Regions from separate parts of the Sus scrofa genome. Here region 2 is linked to region 1. Evidence: chromatin contacts called from public HiChIP or PLAC-seq data. All regions are on one chromosome and are shown on one strand. The core of a region is the stretch at or near the end of the contact, and the rest is flanking DNA. Distances in the headings are between cores, read along the strand shown. Region 1 holds the start of ZCCHC7 (zinc finger CCHC domain-containing protein 7). Region 2 holds the start of GRHPR (glyoxylate reductase/hydroxypyruvate reductase).

Evidence for each region. HiChIP or PLAC-seq counts read pairs in DNA pulled down with a chosen protein or histone mark.
Region 2: a contact with region 1 is called in an H3K27ac HiChIP or PLAC-seq map of alveolar macrophages. The contact joins the promoter of GRHPR here to the promoter of ZCCHC7 in region 1. A contact is called at or near these places in 1 of 5 promoter capture datasets (fetal skeletal muscle), 1 of 47 Hi-C or Micro-C datasets (skeletal muscle) and 1 of 2 datasets of contacts at active chromatin or transcription factors (alveolar macrophages).

Annotation. Positions count from the first base shown.
Region 1 is chr1:237,817,853-237,822,965 of Sscrofa11.1, forward strand. It overlaps ZCCHC7 (zinc finger CCHC domain-containing protein 7), which reads left to right and starts at 2,823. Exons shown (of 10, transcript XM_021066106.1): 1 at 2,823-2,977.
Region 2 is chr1:238,138,444-238,143,967 of Sscrofa11.1, forward strand. It overlaps GRHPR (glyoxylate reductase/hydroxypyruvate reductase), which reads left to right and starts at 1,321. Exons shown (of 9, transcript XM_021066121.1): 1 at 1,321-1,477; 2 at 3,406-3,536; 3 at 3,913-3,985. The coding sequence starts at 1,395.

The sequences.
Region 1 (5,113 bases), core at 1,573-4,072:
ACCACCCCCCAAAAAAACAAAAGACAAAATGTCAAAGCTTTTTCCTTCAGGGAGTTCACAATCCAGCTGAGTCAAACACAATGTAATTGCCTTGATGGAAGTTTGTCCAAATTGTAGGGGAGCTCAGGGGAAAGAACGCTTTTTCTGTCTGGCTGAGTTGGAAGGTTTCGCTGATGACCTGGGCTTGAGCAGGGTAGGGTGAAGGACAGGGAGAACTTTACCAGCAACAGGAATGCCCTCTGTAAAGGCACAGATATGATAGAGCATAGTGTGTTGGGGCAACTGCTCAGCATTCAGCATGGTGATGAACAGGTAGGCAGATGTCAGCTTATGAAGTGTTCCTTATGCCATCCAAAGGACTCTTGGTTTTATGACATAATCTGTTGGAGGTGACCAAAGCATTTAAGCACAGGAACTAGTAAATCTTCGTTGAATGTAGGAGTAATAGTGGGAGGGCTGGGCACAGAATTAGAATTTCTTACACGTGTGGCCTTAGGCGAGCTACTTAACCTCTGAATCTACTTCCCTTTTTAAAAATTCTCAACCTCAAAGTTTTGTTAAAATTTAAGTTTACATATAGTACACTTACAGGAGTAAGCTTGGCATTTGATAAAAGCTCAATATATTATTATTGTTGTTGTTGTTTGGCTGAGCCCACAGCATGTGGAAATTCCCGGGCCAGGGATCAAACCCACATCACAGCAGCTACCTGAGCTGCTGCAGTGACAATGCTGAATCCTTAACCCACTGCACCACAAGGAACTCCACAATATACTATTTTTTAAATTTTTTTTTTTTTTTGGTCTTTTTAGTGCTGTACCCACAACATATGGAAGTTCCCAGGCTAGGGTTCGAAAGAGAGCTACAGCTGCTGGCCTACACCACACCCACAGCAACTCAGGATCAGAGCCTTGTTTGTGACCTATATCACAGCTCATGGCAACGGCAGATCCTTAACCCACTGAGTGAGGCCAGGGATCAAATCTATGTCCTCATGGATACTAGTGGGGTTTGTTTCCACTGAGCCACAATGGGAACTCCCACGTAATATATATTTTAAAGGTAACATTTGTTGTACATAATACATATAACCTAACCATCTAGTAATTTCTGTGGCTCATTTCTTAGCCTGTTTCTTCCTCTGCAAAATTTTACCATTGGTCCTCCAATTTTACCATTTCACTGTACCCTGTCTTCCTTCCTAGCACTTACTATGTTAACTAAAATTTCTAATTTCCCAGTCAAACTCTTATTAAACTATATGCAAATCACCTGCATTCTGCTTTTCCAGGTAGACTCTAGATCTATGAGACCAGAGACTTTAAAAATTTACCACTACATCCACAAACTGATAGGACTGCCTAGCTCTTAACAGACGTTCAATAAGTGTTGGCAAAAATAATCATTAGAGGGGTTCCCGTTGTAGCGCAGTGGTTAACGAATCTGACTAGGAACCATGAGGTTGTGGGTTCGTTCCCTGGCCTTGCTCAGTGGGTTAAGGATCCAGCGTTGCCGTGAGCTGTGGTGTGGGTTGCAGACTCGGCTCGTTGCTGTGGCTCTGGCATAGGCTGGTGGCTGCGGCTCCGTTTGAAACCCTAGCCTGGGAACCTCCATATGCAGTGGGAGCAGCTCAAGAAAAAGCAAAAAGACAAAAAAAAAAAAAAAAAAAAAAAAAAGTCGTTAGAGTTCCTGATGTGGTGCATAGTGTTAAGGATCTAGCCTTGTCTCTGAGGTGGCTAGGGTTTTTGGTGAGGCTAGGGTTTGACCCCAGGCCTGGTGCACTGGGTTATGAATTTGTGCACTGCTGCAGCTGTGGCTCGGATTGGATTGCTGACCTGGGACCTTCCATGTGCCACAGGTGCTGCCACACACACAAAAAATCAATGTCAAGCTTATCTTTCAAGACTATTGTCAGAGTTCTCTGGTGGGCTTGTAGTTAAGGATCCAGCATTATCATGGCTGTGGCTAGGGTTTGATACCTGGCTGGGAACTTTTGCATCCCATGGGTGTGGCCAATCTCCCCTGCCCCCATCTTAAAACTCAAGACTGTTGCCAAGGGCCCACGAATTAATAAAATATTTCCTTATTTGTAAAGTTGTACAGTTATTAAAATATGGTGTGAGAAGAGAAACCAAGCCAGAGGCTCCCAGCACAATCCTCTAGAGGTTTCCAAGGGACCAGTATCGACTTCAGTGTTTAGCATGAGTGCAGCTTTTCAAGGTGCACAAAGACTTAAATCTGTTGCCTTGTATTCTAGGAAAAATAAGAGGCGGAAGCGCCCCAGCGTAAACTAGGTTCAACTTCAACCTTGAGATGTAAGTGACCTGCATAAGGTCACCTAGCTCAAGAAAGAAGTATCTAGAAGGCAACCTTTCTCAAAGAGGCTTCTCCCTTGCTGAGGTTCTCTACGTCCTCCAGCCATGCCGCCAGCTGCACCTGCCCCTTAGCCCTTACCTGGGTCTCGTGGCTCCCGTGCCACGTGGCATAAGGAAGGTGTCTCCTCCTCCCCCAGGTCAGGGAGGAGGCGGAGCCCAAGCTAAACCCCGCCCCGGAGCATCATGGGAGACGTAGTTTTTCTCGCGGGCACAAAAAGGCGCTAGCTTTCTCCGGTTTGGCTCGGTAAGCAGCATTTTTTCCGTGCAAGTCATTCAAACAAGGTGTTTCCCTATTACAGGTGCAGCCTAGACACTTCTGAAAGAAGTCGTGGCGGGGAAGGAGCAGAGCAAGAAAGGCAAACCGAAAAGACTCTCAGCTGGGAAGGGAAGGGGGAGTTTATAGTTGTTACGCATGCGCAAGAAGGCCCGCAGGGTGGGCGGGGACGGAAGACAACTCCTGGGAGAAGTGTTGTCCCCGGAAGTGCCTTCCCTCCTCCCGGGTCGGCGCGGACGCGGTTTCCTTACCTCATCTGTCCTCGCCCCTCCCCGTCCCTTTACGCGTTTTGGTTCCTGGTTGGTGCTTCCTGGTCGCAGCCGCGGCAGTGAGTATGTGTGACGGACCCCGAGCCGTCCACGGGCCGGGGACCCCTGCCTGCCCTCCGCCTCGCCCGCAGGGCCGTGGAACTAGCGCGTGTCCCCTCGCTGGCCTCCGCGTCTCCCGCCTGTCCCTTACTTGTGGCGGTACCCGGCTCCGCTCGTGGCCTCTCAGTCGAGCTCTGTCCCACGCGACTCAGCTGACTGGCTGAGGTGTCTGCTTCTCCTCCCTTCAAGGCCTGAGACTGTGGTTCAGAAAGAGCTTGGGCGCCCATGGCCTCGATGGGGATGGTGTTACTGCCTGCTTTACCCCCACTACCCTCTGAGAGTCCCCTGTCTTTTAGGGAAGCCGGTCAGTCATTTAAACCCGAAGGGAGCTCGGCCCTTGAGGATCCAACAGTCCTGGGCCAACTCCAGCCTCAGCTGTCAGAAGCAGCAGCTCTGGGGGCCAGAAAAATTTGGGCAGATGGCCCTCTTCCCCCATGTAAAACAAGGAGACTTGTTCCTTGATTCCTTTTATCCCTTACATCCAGGGAACCAGCAGTTAACTTCAGCTCTAACAGCTGCGGGTATGTGTAGTAGGGAAACTGGCTGAGTGAGAGCAGGCCGAGTTACAGCCGCGACTCCACTACCGACTCGCGCTGATGACTCTAGAAGTCTTCTCTTGAGGTTGAATTTACCTTTTTTTCAGGTTGCAGGGTTGAATTAGGAGATCTTTTAGGCTCTTTGAATAAATAAGCTTCTTAGATCCCGTTTCTGTCTGTATAAAATGAGAGCGTTCAATTGAATGACTTCGAGGTCCATTCCAAAACTATTGACTCTGTGTTTTGAATATTTAGCTTGTGTGTATATTTTCAGTTTTGTGATTTTGAGCGCAGTGCACTATCGTTTTCAGGAGAATCTGGGGGTGGGGAATGAACTAAGGAAGAAGTGGAAATGAGGATTGTAAAATAGCTCCAAGGGTAAGAGACTGCAGCAAAAGGAAAAGGGGCCTGTGGAAAAGATGAAGTAAGTGTTTTGAGATAGGATTAGTTATCCTATGAAGACTTTATGTCAGAAACAGCTGGATTTTTTCTGAATAAATTTAGCATTATTTTCTCCCACAAAAATCTTGTATCTGTCTGACTGTGTTTGTGTGAGTGTGTGCCTATTGTTTGTCACATTTGGATTCTCTATCCCATTAGATTTACCTCAAAGCGAAAGTCATATTTGAAGAGTGGACAGAAGTTTTAACACAAGTCAGTAGTGTTTCAGATCTCACTGTCAGAATAGCTCACTAAGAGTGAATCAGAAATTTTAAGTTGAAATAAAACTTAGTCTTTTAATCATGTTCTAATGAAAACTGGACTGAAAATCAAGCTGTGAGTTTGATTTAAATCACTTTGAGATGGATAACTATCTCATCAAAAGGAAACATTTAAGCTTAAACTTCTTTCAAGAGAAATAAAAGCGAAAGGTCTGGAATGATCAGTTGGTAGACTGTGAGCAGAAATACTGGCTTTAAAGATTGTATAGTAAAATCTGAGAGCTTAAATAAATCTTAAATTGTCTGGATTAAAAAAGTTGAGTGAATGAATAGTGTTCTCACTTTGCATGGTGAGAGCCTTTACAGTTATTCTTTATAGCTGTTTCATATTTGTTAAACCATTTTAATTCCTTAGAGAAGTTTTTTTTCCCAGATTGATATTTTAAGTTCTTAGATAAGGGCCATCTTTTTTTGGTCATGGCATTGCCATAGTCTTTGAGTACCAACTTGGGAGGCTCCTGGATGGTAAACTGACAAATTCAAATGTATGCTTTTCTTTCCAGTTAAAATTCTTTCATAGTTTTTAAACTCCACAGGCAAGTAAAATGGATATTGTGAGGTTAATTTACGTCTTAGAACCAGTGCAAATATAGCTTTGAAGGAAGGTTTTCTTTTAAATCTTTATTTGAAATTGTTGATTTTTTTTTTTTTTTTTTTTTTTTTTTTTTTTTTTTTAATCTTAGTGAACACTTGGCTGAGAGTCAGGGAAATGTGAGTCAGTTTTAGCTGACTACAACTTTGGATAAGCCTCCCTATCTTTTTTAGAGCTCAGTTTCCTTCTATGTAAGTTGAGAAGACTGTAGGTGATGATCGGAAAGGTCTCTTCCGGATTTAAAAT
Region 2 (5,524 bases), core at 71-2,570, 320 kb after region 1:
CAATCAGAGCTACAGCTGCCAGCCTACACCACAGCCACGGCAACACAGGATCTGAGCCGTGTCTGCAACCTACCCCACAGCTCACAGCAACGCCGGATCCTTAACCCACTGAGTGAGGCCAGGGATTGAACCCGCAACCTCATGTTTCCTGGTCGGATTTGTTTATGCTGCACCACAACTGGAACTCCAGGGTGGCTGTTCTCTTGCTCTCTGTGTGGCCCCTGCTCAACCAGTTCCTGCTTCACTTACATGACTATCCAATCCTCTTAATTATAGGGCTTAATTAGCCCCTGGTAACTGATGAGCCCACCTGATGTCAGGCCCCCTGTAAATGGTTGCCTCCTTCTCCCTTAAGCAGCAAAAATTGCTGCCATGTCCTGCCTGCTGTCTGCTTGATGGGGCGTTGCTCCAGATCCCCTGTCTAATAAACCATTGATGTCTCTGTCTCTAGGCTCTTTCTTTGGTTTCAGGGCTGGACAACTACAAGGCTTGCAGGCCCGTGGGGTGCAGCCCAGCACACCTGCTGTTGTAAGCACTACACATTGTCATCCTCTCAACAAGCCAAGTGTTAGGTACCTACTATTATCCCCATTTTATGATGAGGAAGCTGAGGCATGCACAAATTTAACCACTTGTCCTTAGTGGGTGGCAGGGCTCAGTGCTTGCTGAATACCTAACATGACCCAGGACCCATGCAAACGTTGCTTGCACAACTGCTAGCTTCTTGTAGGGAACTGCACCAAGTGTTAAAGAGGTCTTTCGGGGATTCAGATGGCCCTGGGCCAGGCTCCTGTGTGTGCACAGTAGGCCGAACTCAGAGCCTAGTCTGCGTGTCCAAAGACCCCTGCCTAGAACAGTGTGACCATGGTGGAACAGAGAAGATGGTCAAGGCACTGACGCCCTGGGAATGGGGGTGGTCCCTGACTGCCTCCCCCTCAGGTGGCAGACTCTGACAGCTGTAGGCACCTTTACGGCATCCACACACGTTCACACAAGACTCTCCCCCGGATGCCCCTTTGCCGATACCAACCCCCAATCCATGGCCCGCAAGTCCTAAACCTCTGGGGCAGTGGGTACTCAGAGGTAGGTCCTGGAGCCAAGGGCCTGAGCCTGGGACGAGCCCCAGAACCAGTCTAGGTTTCAGGAAGTCTTGATCACACACACACACACACACACACACACACACACACACAAGGCGCACACTCGGAACCCTGTTTACCCCACACTTAGACACATTGCCACGTCCACTCCCAGTCTGCAGCACAACAATCCCACACGCCCCCACGTGCCCCCGCCCGCTCCAGGCCCGGCCCCGCCCCCCCGAGGCCCCGCCCCCTCCCGCCCCGCTTCCGGTCCGCGGGATCTGGGCCCAGAATCCGGCGGCTCCTGGGTGCATGAGGCGAGTGAGACTCATGAAGGTGTTTGTCACGCGCAGGATCCCCCCGGAGGGCAGCGCTACGCTCGCCCGCGCCGCAGAGTAAGAGGCTGGCGTCCCTGCCCCGCACCGCGCGCCGAGTCCTCTCCTGCCGGGCGCGCGGCCTGCGGGTGGTGGGAAGGGGCTGCGGAGCCCAGGGGAACTGTTCTGGGACCCGGGGCACTGCTCTGGGACTTTGGGCGCTCGGCACGCGGGGTGACTCAGCGTCTCCCGCGCCTCCCGAGGCCCGGGTTATTTTTGGTGGGGTGGACTGGACGGTCCTTGAGGTCAGAGAGCACCCGGGACCCTGCACTTGGGCCGTGGCCAGACTTTGCAACCTGTGCCCAGCTGGAACAGGTTGGAGTTTGGGGAAGCTTTACCTAGGCCTTTGCAGTGACTCTGAGACCTGCAGTTCCCCTGGCGCTTGCAGTGGGGGTGGGGGACAGGGTTGGATCCCTTCCCAGTCGTGGGCCTGGGGAGAGGAAGGTCCAGGCTGTTTGTTAATCCTTTACTCTCCGAGCTCATTTGGCCCTATCAGGGACCTTGGCAGTCCCTGGCCTGGTACCTTTGAACGGCTGTCAGGGGGCCTGTGGTGGTATGTTTTACATTGAGCCAGGCATGGGAGCCTCACTGGGTGCTTCAGGTACGTAAACTCTTAATCCTTCAACACTGTGAAGTCAGTGCTGTAATGCTCATCTTACAGATGTGAAAACTGGAAGAGATGAAGCACCTTGTCCAGAGTCACACAGCTCTGTACGAGGCACAGCTGGGATTTGAACGCAGCTTTTTCTTGTTGCTTTTTAGGGCCGCACCTTTGGCATATGGAGGTTCCCAGGCTAGAGGTTGAATCAGAGCTACAGCTGCTGGCCCACACCACTGCCACGGGAACGCCGGATCCGAGCCATGTCTGTGACCTACACCACAGCTCACAGCAATGCCGGATCCCTGACCCACTGAGCGAGGCCAGGGATCGAACCTGCATCCTCATGGATACTAGTCGGATTCATTTCCACTGTGCCACGAAGGAGACTCCTGAACTCAGCTCTTTCTACATTAGAAAGGTTTGCCCTGCCTGTGTCAAGCAGGGAGAAGGTGGAACCTAGCCTCAGAAACCAGCGCTAGGGGAAAATGAGATTTGTTTACTTCATTCAATACAATAAAACCTTTGCTGTGGATTTGCCATGTGCCAAGCATTGAGGAGGATGAGGAGAGGGCAAGAATAACAATGGCGCTAAGGGCAGCGATACCGCTGTGCCACTGTGGAAAAAGAGGGTGAAAGGAGGCCTGTGTCTGGGGCTTAGGCATGGAGGTGCTGCAGCAGGGCTTTCTGGGAAGTGCCAGTGGCTTTGTCTTGCACATAGAGATGCTTCATATGTGTTGGCTGCAGTGAATTAAATGTCAAGGGCCAGGAGGCTGGGCAGCACTGCCGGGAAATATGCCCAGTGCCCACCAGCCACCATGGAAGCTCTCCCTGAAACTCCGCTGTATTGAATTGCTTTGATCTTATCCAAGTACAAAGTCCAAGTTTCATGAACTCATAGGACAGGACATTCGACTGGACAGGGAATCCAAGCCCCATATGATGCAGTTACACCCCCCACCACCACCGCCACTGGTCTTCCCAACAACAGGCTGCCCAAGGCCTGGGTGCTCACTATCTGTGAGCCTCCCATGGGGATGGAGAAAGCTCTTCCTTGCGTTGCGTCGAGCTGAGAGCTGTCTCTATGACTGTCTTTTCAATCTAGGCCCTTGTCAGCAAGCTGTGCCCTGTGACCGCTCGTCACCCTTCAGCCACCCTCTCAGGACAGTTCTGAGGCTTCCCTGACTTTGACTCCCCTCACCCCGCCCCAGGCAGCTTGAGGCCAGAGCTAGCAGGAGGCAGTGTTTCCTTGCCACTCTGAGAAGGGTCTGCAAACATGGCCGGGGCGCTTTGGGGGCCTGAGGGCACTTGGGGCTTCCCCACTTCTGAGTGGGCTTTCCTTTGCCTTTAGCTGTGAGGTGGAGCAGTGGGATTCCGATGAGCCCATCCCCAGTGAGGACCTGGAACGGGGCGTGGCCGGGGCGCATGGCCTGCTCTGCCTCCTCTCTGACCGCATAGACAAGAAGCTCCTGGACACTGCAGGTGTGTGCGCCGGGCAGGCCTGGGGAGGATTCCAAGGATGTCTTGGCCTTGTCAGGCACATCAGCCTGCTGCTGCTGGGTCCCAAGCAGGTCTTCTGTGACCACTCCGAGCTCTGAGGTTGTTCACTGCAGTCCTGGGCCCATGCCTGCAGTTCGCCTGGCATACACATTGCCCCCCTCTTCTGGCTGTGAGTCCCTGGAGGGAAGCCTTAGGAGGGCAAAGCCCATGGTGTAGACCTGGGCCCCTGTCCAGCTCTGCACAGCCTTGCTTTATGACTTCGGGCAGGGCCCTGCCTTTTCTGGATCTGTCTGTAGCATGCGGGAGGGCTTTGAATCCCTTGAGGCAAGATATAACCAATGCCTTTTCTGCACAACAGGAGCCAATCTCAAAGTCATCAGCACAATGTCTGTGGGTGTCGACCACTTGGCTTTGGATGAAATCAAGAAGCGGTAAATGCAGTTGGGGCTCTGGAAGGAGGCCTGGGGTGAGGGGTAACTACCAGAGTGGGAGAAAGAGGAGCTGAGTATTTGTTTTTACTTCATATCCCTCGACCATTTAGTGAAAATGTGTGGTGGCTGATGATAAAATCTGCCCATGTGTGGGTAGGTCAGTTAAGATGAGTCTGAGTGGTCAGAAAAAGTGGGTAGCACTGTGCAGGTAGAAGCCTTTCATGTTCACATTCTCTTTTTTTGAGGCCCACCACAACCCCTTCAAATAGAAAAGGTATTATTATTTCCCTCTTTATATGAGGAAATTCAGAAAGGTTAAGTCTTTGGACTTTGGTCTCTGATCTTCCATCTTTTTTTTTTTTTTTTTTTTTCCTTCCTTCCCACCTTTTTTAAAGGCCACACCCATGGTCCCACGGTTCCCAGGCCAGGGATTGAATCTGAGCTGCAGCTGCAACCTATGCCGAATTCTTTAACCTACTGTGCCTGGCCAGGGATCAAACCTGCTCCTCTGCAGCAACCCGAGCCACTGCATTCAGATTCTTTTTTTTTTCTTTTTAAGCTCAATGAATTTTATTATATTTATAGTTGTGCAACCATCATCACAACCCAGTTTTACAACATTTCCATCCAAAACCCTCAGTGCATCCCCCCACTGTCCCAAACCTGTCTCCTTTGGTAACCATAAGTTTTTCGAAGTCTGTGAGTCCGTTTCTATTCTGCAAAGAAGTTCATTGTATCTGTTTTTTAGATTCTACATATAAGTGATAGCCTGTGACATTTGTGCCTCACTGCGTAACTTAACATGATAATTTCTAGGTCCATCCATGTTGCTGCAAATGCCATTATTTCATTCCTTTTTATGGCTGCATAATATTCCATTGTGTATATATACCACATCTTCTTTACCCATTCCTCTGCTGATGGACATTTAGGTTGCTTCCATGTGTTGGCTATTGTATATAGTGCTGCAATGAACACTGGAGTACATGTGTATCTTTTCAAGGCATGGTTTTCTCTGGATAGATGCCTAGGAGTGGGATTGTTGGATCAAATGGTAATTCTTTTTTTAGTTTTTTGAGGAATCTTCATACTGTTTTCCATAGTGGTTGCACCAATGTACATTCCCACCAGCGGTGTAAAAGGGTTCCCTTTTCTCCATACCCTCTCCAGCATTTATTATTTGTAGACTTTTTGGTGATGGCCATCCTGGCAGGTGTAAGGTAGTACCTCATAGCAGTTTTGATTTGCATTTCTCTAATTATGAGTGATGTTGAACATCTTTTCATGTGTTTTTCGGCCATCTGTCTATCTTCCTTGGAGAACTGTCTGTTTAGATCTTCTGCCCATTTCATCATGGGGTCGTTTGTTTTTTTCTTTTTCATGATTTTTATTTTTTTCCATTCTAGCTGGTTTACACTGTTCTGTCAGTTTTCTACTGTACAGCAAGGTGACCCAGACACACATACATGTATACATTCTTTTTTCTCTCATTTTCATGCTCCATCATAAGTGACTAGATATAGTTCCCAGTGCTACACA